2 separate regions of the Oryza sativa genome follow, and region 2 is linked to region 1. Evidence: chromatin contacts called from public ChIA-PET data. All regions are on one chromosome and are shown on one strand. Each heading gives the region's core, a stretch centred on a gene start, on an enhancer-like site or on the middle of the called end of the contact. The rest is flanking DNA. Distances are from core to core; before and after follow the strand shown. Region 1 holds the start of LOC4338771 (cysteine proteinase inhibitor 3-like). Region 2 holds the start of BZIP39 (bZIP transcription factor 39-like).

Region 1 (3,207 bases), core at 532-3,031:
GCAAACAATTGACACCTCAGATTGAGGTTCTTGAAATGGCTAGAAATAAGATTAACGCCAAAGAAGCCCAAGCTTTGGCAGAATGCCTAACAACACTTCAATCACTCAAAAAGTTGACATTGGCTGAAAATGGACTGAAGGATGATGGTGCTGTGGTAATTGCAAAAGCATTGGAAGATGGGCACCAGGATCTGAAGGAGCTTGATGTTAGCAAAGAATATGTTGCGGAGGATGGGAGCTCGGTGTTTTGCCCATGCAATCGCTAACAAGTCATGTTTTGTGCAACTAAATATCAACAGGAATTACATCTCTGATGAAGAGATTGATAAGGTGAAGGATATTATGAAGAGTGGTAAGAACTTGGTGGATGTGCTTGGGTTACTAATATAGAATGACCCTGAGAGGGACCTTGATGATGATGGCAAGGAGGAAGAGGATGATGGTGAGTGGGACTCAAAGTTGCAGGTCTTGAAGGTTGAGTAAGACGATTAATCATATTTAGATCAACTAGCTCCTACCTTATTCTCCAATTAGCTTCAAAATGTTTCTCTTGTCAGGTTGACTTTACACTTTGAACAGACGTATTGCGGCTTCATTATTTTGAACACGGAGTCGAGCAACCAAATGGTTTAGCTTGGCGGTTTATCTGAACTTATGTAACTTTCCATTAGAACTTCCATGTATAAGCATCAACTTGGTTGTGAGGTCAAAGGTCAGCTGAAGCTGGACCCTTATTATCATTTGGATACATTTGTTGTGATATATTTTAATGCTCTGTTTTGTTACCATACGTGATATTACTACATATCCTTGGGGCCTGCCACAATCCTTGGGTTAAATCAGATGACCCAGCTGCATGTGATCGTTATTTGTTTTCTCAATCGTGATCTCATTTTTGTGTGTTGAAATCAGAATAATCTACCTTCCATCTTCCAAAATCACCTTTTATTAAATCGAATAGTGCAAGTTCACTGTTCTACCGGTAGTGATGTGAAAGGATTCATAGCTCAATGATTCATGGTAGTTCATTCGCCATGCTCTATGCCATCGAGGGCCCTTTTGAATCAAAAGATTTGTATAAAAATTTCATAGGATTCAAATATTATTTTTTTTCCTATTTAGCCTTTTGATACAAAGGATTAAATCTTTCAAAATCCTATAGCAAGAGCTCCTACATGTTAGAAAATTTTCTTTGAGTCTATTTCTCTTATCTGATTCCTATATTTTTCCCACAATTCAATCAAACAACTATTTCTGTGTTTTGTAATCCTTTATTTTACATTTACATTTATGTTAGATTTCTTAATTTTTCATGTTGATCCATTTTCACATTCCTACGATTCAAAGATTCAAAGGGTTCTAAATCTCATATTATTTTCCCCGAATTCTGATTTTTTTAGACGTTTTTGTCCTTTTTCTTTTGGCTGAATTGTGATTTTTTTTCAGACTTTTCCGTATGATCTATACCACTGATGTTCTTTTTTTCTTTGAGAACAATCACTGATGTTCTTGAGTATACAACTACATGGAACGGAACAAACGGCGAAGAATCGTGCCATATTGGCAATTTGGCATGCTGTTCGGCTTGCTCGCTTTTTTTTACTGCGTGTCTGCGCCGGACACAGCCAAATCGCTCCGCGTCCCGGTCGAACTCCTCACTGACCTACCGCCCGATCCAACGATCGGACGGGCCAGATTAGGCGACACGTCTTTGTCCCCTCCACGCCAACCCTGTCCCCACCCGCGGCTCGCTTTCCCCAACCCGAAGTAGCCAAGCACCACACGCCGACGCGAACCAACCAACCGGAGAGGAAAGGAAAGCTCGGGATCGGAGCAGTAGTAGTACTAGGACGACTCAACGACGACGATGCTTCGCCGCCGCGGCTTCTGCTGCTGCTCCGGCGCACCCGCCGCCGCCGCCGCCGCCTTGCTCCTACTGGCCGTGGCGGCGGCCGCCCCCCGCGCCGCCGGGTTCCACCTCGGGGGCGACGAGAGCGTCCTCGTGCGGGGCATGCTCGCCGCGATCCGCCGCGAGCAGGCCGAGGCGGAGGACGCGGCGCGCTTCGCCGTCGCGGAGTACAACAAGAACCAGGTCCGCTTTCTGCGCCTTCCCCTCGAGTTCAATTCCGTTGGATTTTCTTTTATTTAGTTCTTATAAATCGGAGAACCGCATCAGCTTACGCAGATATAGGTCTACTAGTCTCCTTACAAACAGGTTAAATTAGGTCCATGAACCGGAGTAGATTGCATTATCTCGCGAGAGCGCTTCACTTTATCACTTAGGTCTGGTCAGCGCGGTGCAGATTTAAGACATTAATCTACTGCTGATAATGTTAGAATCACTAGCTAGTCCTGGTTCCGTTGACTTAAGTAGGAACATACGATTTGTGCAATGAAATTGTTGGAATCGTATAGAACCTTGGCAATTTGATGTTTTTGCTTCAAGCTGTAAACAGCTAGCACTGATCAATGATGATCACACAATTATGCGTGTGCCTTATTTGCGACTATAGTATCGTGCCCTGTTGTTCTGAGTTACTTTTCTTTTTTAAGATAAGTTGGGTTTTTTTTGGGTCAAATGTTCCTTTTCTTTTTTAAGATATGGAAGATGAGTAATACTAACATTTACAGCCTCTGCATTTGGTGCATCGAGCCGAAACCGTAGTAAGCGGTTGGACAAACCCCAACCTGCTAGAAAACTGAAACATGCTAGTAGTAAAAAAAATCTAGAAAGCACTAAACTGGGAGGCTAGACCAAAAAAGGAGCATAACCAATAATTAACAAGCCTAAGTGAGCTGTATCATCCAATGAGGCTATTAGATCCTTGGCTTGCCTCCATGGAAACTGAATTTTAAGGGGACAATTGTATCCATGCCCCCACTTTTAACCTCAACTGTTGTTTTACCCTCACTTTTTAGGGTTTGCAATTTTACTCTCACTTTTTGAAAACGAGGAAGCCGGTTGCCCTCAGTTTTGACGCCTGGTTTGACGGTGTTAGTTCTAGGGCGAAAGGACATTTATATCCTTGGTGGTGGTTGTATTTTTTCCTTATATCTTCCTGTTAACTTCTTCCTTGAAAATCTATTGATAGGATTTCGGGCCTGTTTGGTTGGTGCCTTCAGCAACATGCCTAATAAATTTGTGTGCCTGAGAGACATGAGTGCTTGCCCGGTCAGGTAGCCTGAGAATGAACTTGTTCATGGCAA
Region 2 (3,120 bases), core at 323-2,822, 130 kb after region 1:
CCTTTCCAGGCAGCGAAAGATAACGAGCTATGGCAACACTAGTCTCTTTGTGATCTCTAGCTGACTGATCACTATCATCTTTTGAGGCCTTATGTGCCACTGCTTTCTCGCTTGCAAGCACAGAATGAATAATCAGGTTGCCGTTGATCTTAACATGCTTTCCATTCCTCGGCACATACAACAAAGCAGGGAGGATCTCACTTGAGTTGTGTGCAGGCTGATGTTTCTTCCCTGGCCCATCAGTATTCCCCGTCATCTTTCCAACATCAACACCAATCATGTCGCTATTGTTCAAACTACTTTTATCCTGGCTACTGACACTCAACACCCTAGCATGAGACTGACCAAAATTCCTAAACATAGCATTATCACTCTGCCCACACATTCCAAAGTTATGATTAAACCCTGGAATGAAAGCACCAAAGACAAGCATAATAAGCAGCAAACCAAGAAGGCTAACACTAGCCACCTTCTTGGTCTTGGTCTTGCTCTTACTCTTGTTCTCCACAGTCTTCTTGCTCTCTGGTTTCTTCACTACTTTGGATGAAGGCACTGGCTGTTGCGGCTTCAACCGGGGGATTGGCACAAGAGGTACATGGGAACCAGGGGGTCTCATTGCATACCCAGGCATCCATGGGAAATGCATGCCGGGAATTGGCGCCGGCGGATACACCCCAGGTGGTGGGCAATTCACACTGCCGCCACTAAGCTGCTGCCGCAGTGTTGCGTTCTCGGCCACGACAAAGGAGATCCTAGAATTGAGGTCATTAATCACCGAGTGCATCGATTTCACCTTCTCCTCCAGCTCCTCCACGTACCGCTTCTTCCTCTGCCGAGACAGCTGCGCGCTCTCGCGGTTCCGCATCAGCCGCGCCGCCCGCCGCTCGTCCTCCTCCTCCTCGCACACCGTCCCCCCCTCGTCGGAATCCACAGCGGTCCGCGACGCCGACGCCGACGGAGAAACGTCGCCGTCCCCGGATCGGCGGCACTTGGCCGCGTCCGAGCTCGGGCCGGGGCTCGCCTGCTTCCGCTTCAGGCTCCACTTGGGGTCACCCCCACCGCTCCTCCCCTCATCCGACTCCTCGTGCTTGACCTCGCCGCCGCTGCCGTTGGCGACGGCGGAGTTGGACGCCGAGGTGGTCGGGGACGACGACGGGGAGGCGGTGGGCCCGGATCCGGCAGCAGAGCCCTCGCCGGAGTCGTCCCGCTCCGGAGACCGGAGGAGGAAGTCCTCCACGGAGAAATCGCCGGGCAGGTCGAACTCGAGCCCGTCGAGCGGGAGGTCGTCGTCGTCGTCGCCGCCGCCGCCGCCGGCGAGAGGGAGTTCGTGGTCGAAGAGGTGGGCCGGGTAGAGGCGGAGGTCGAAGGCGGCGGTGGGGTCCAGCAGGGCCGGCTCCGCCATGGCCGCTGCGGCTGCGCAGGTGGTGCTTCCCCCGCTAGGGTTTTTGCATCGAGAGGTGTAAGGACTGGGAGGAAGGGTATGGAAAATTTGGAATTCGGAGGTGGACGAGACGACGGAGTCGTTGACGAGCTCGTGCTCGAGGCGTGGTGATCCGGCTCTTTCCCCCCTACCTGTATGTTTTCCAGACGCTGGCTGGGTTTACCCCCGTGACACGTGGGGCCCACGTAGATCTGGGCCCACAAGTCATTGCCATATTTGTCGAGGTGAGTGGGTGACTGTGTGTGTTGGGGGGGGGGGTGGGGGTGAATGGCTAGATCTAGCATTGCCGTTGGTGGAGAGTGGCTGAAAAGTGCTAGGACGACGCGAGTAACGCACAACTTAAGGCGCCTGGAACTGTGTGCGCTGGTATGGTGGGGTCTCGGGCCCACGGTGGTTAGGTGTAGGTGAGGTGGGTAAAGACGAGAAAGGTAAGAATGGTGTTACGAGGTTTTTGATCGGGAAGGTTCTGGTGGGTGGTGCAGGAACTGTGACTATTCGGGATAAGTTTGTTGTGCGTATTTTATTGAATTTTCCATATACGCCCTCTTGAATCTGCTTATTTTCACCTTCACTCTGAAAGGGGTTTTCATGTACATGTTCACTTAAACCTCTTGTAGTGCAAAACCGATTTTTCCACGCAATTTTTTTTTAGCGATGTGATATAACATTTTTAGAAAAACTACATTTTTTTTGTTTCTTATATAATAGTTCCCATGCTAGATAGTTCCTATGCTAGATATGTTTGCAACCAATCTACACGATTAAAATCTAAACTCGTAATTTTATAAAAGTTGCATTCGTTAGTTTATTATGACATCCTAATTTCTAAATGACAAGTAAAAAAAGAATGGAGGGAGAACTCCATACGATTTTTACTCATCATTTCTCGTCAATATTTGTATTTAGCACCACAATAATTGAGTCTTTTATATCTATCCCGGAACTTAAAGGCTACAATCAAAATGACAAGAAGGTAGTATTATACTAGTATTTGAAAATCCACTGGTGTGCGCTAATGGACACTCAATCTACTACATGATACAATGTGTACAGCTTCATTGTAGGGCCTCATTTGGAACGTGGCCAATTTTTTCGAATCTCTTTATTTGAACTTCTATATAGACTAGCAAACAAGCCCCGTGTATTGCGACGGGTGAAAAAACATAATGATAATATACGTTTTTCATGCATAACCATATCGATGACAATCAGAAAATTAGAAAATTGGAACATCTTAAATGTAATAGCCCAACCTCGATGATGGCAAACTTACGATGTTTGCTTTACCTAAAATAATTGGATTATTCATATGACAACATACATATAATCTAAAATATTCTTTTAATCTCATTCTTGCAACCAATCAAATCCTACACTACCTCGTATGGTCAAGTCTACACAAAATAGAGTCACTGTGCACTCTTCTCTAAATAACAATTAAAATATGTTTATTTTCTAATATTATTTCCATATAATATGTTATCAAGAATAATAGCTATACTTCACAAAAATAGTCTGATAATTACCTACAAAGATATGCAGGATCTTCAATACAGGAGAATAGATGACGAAACAAAAGTCGTGTAGGAGATGGAAAAAAATCGATGATCCTATCCGACCAAGTGTCCATCAATCTAGTGTTTTTTCTAACAGTTTTTTCCTCGTATGCTTTTTTTTCA

The links. ChIA-PET counts read pairs in DNA pulled down with a chosen protein or histone mark.
Region 2: a contact with region 1 is called in an RNA polymerase II ChIA-PET map of leaf, with 3 times the contacts expected there. The contact joins the promoter of BZIP39 here to the promoter of LOC4338771 in region 1. A contact is called at or near these places in 2 of 15 Hi-C or Micro-C datasets (panicle and seedling) and 2 of 4 datasets of contacts at active chromatin or transcription factors (both in leaf).

Annotation. Positions count from the first base shown.
Region 1 is chr5:20,084,172-20,087,378 of ASM3414082v1, forward strand. It overlaps LOC4338771 (cysteine proteinase inhibitor 3-like), which reads left to right and starts at 1,782. Exons shown (of 4, transcript NM_001402530.1): 1 at 1,782-2,092. The coding sequence starts at 1,868. It also overlaps the pseudogene LOC107277831.
Region 2 is chr5:20,217,730-20,220,849 of ASM3414082v1, forward strand. BZIP39 (bZIP transcription factor 39-like) reads right to left here and starts at 1,573. Exons shown (of 2, transcript NM_001402531.1): 1 at 1-1,573. The coding sequence starts at 1,402.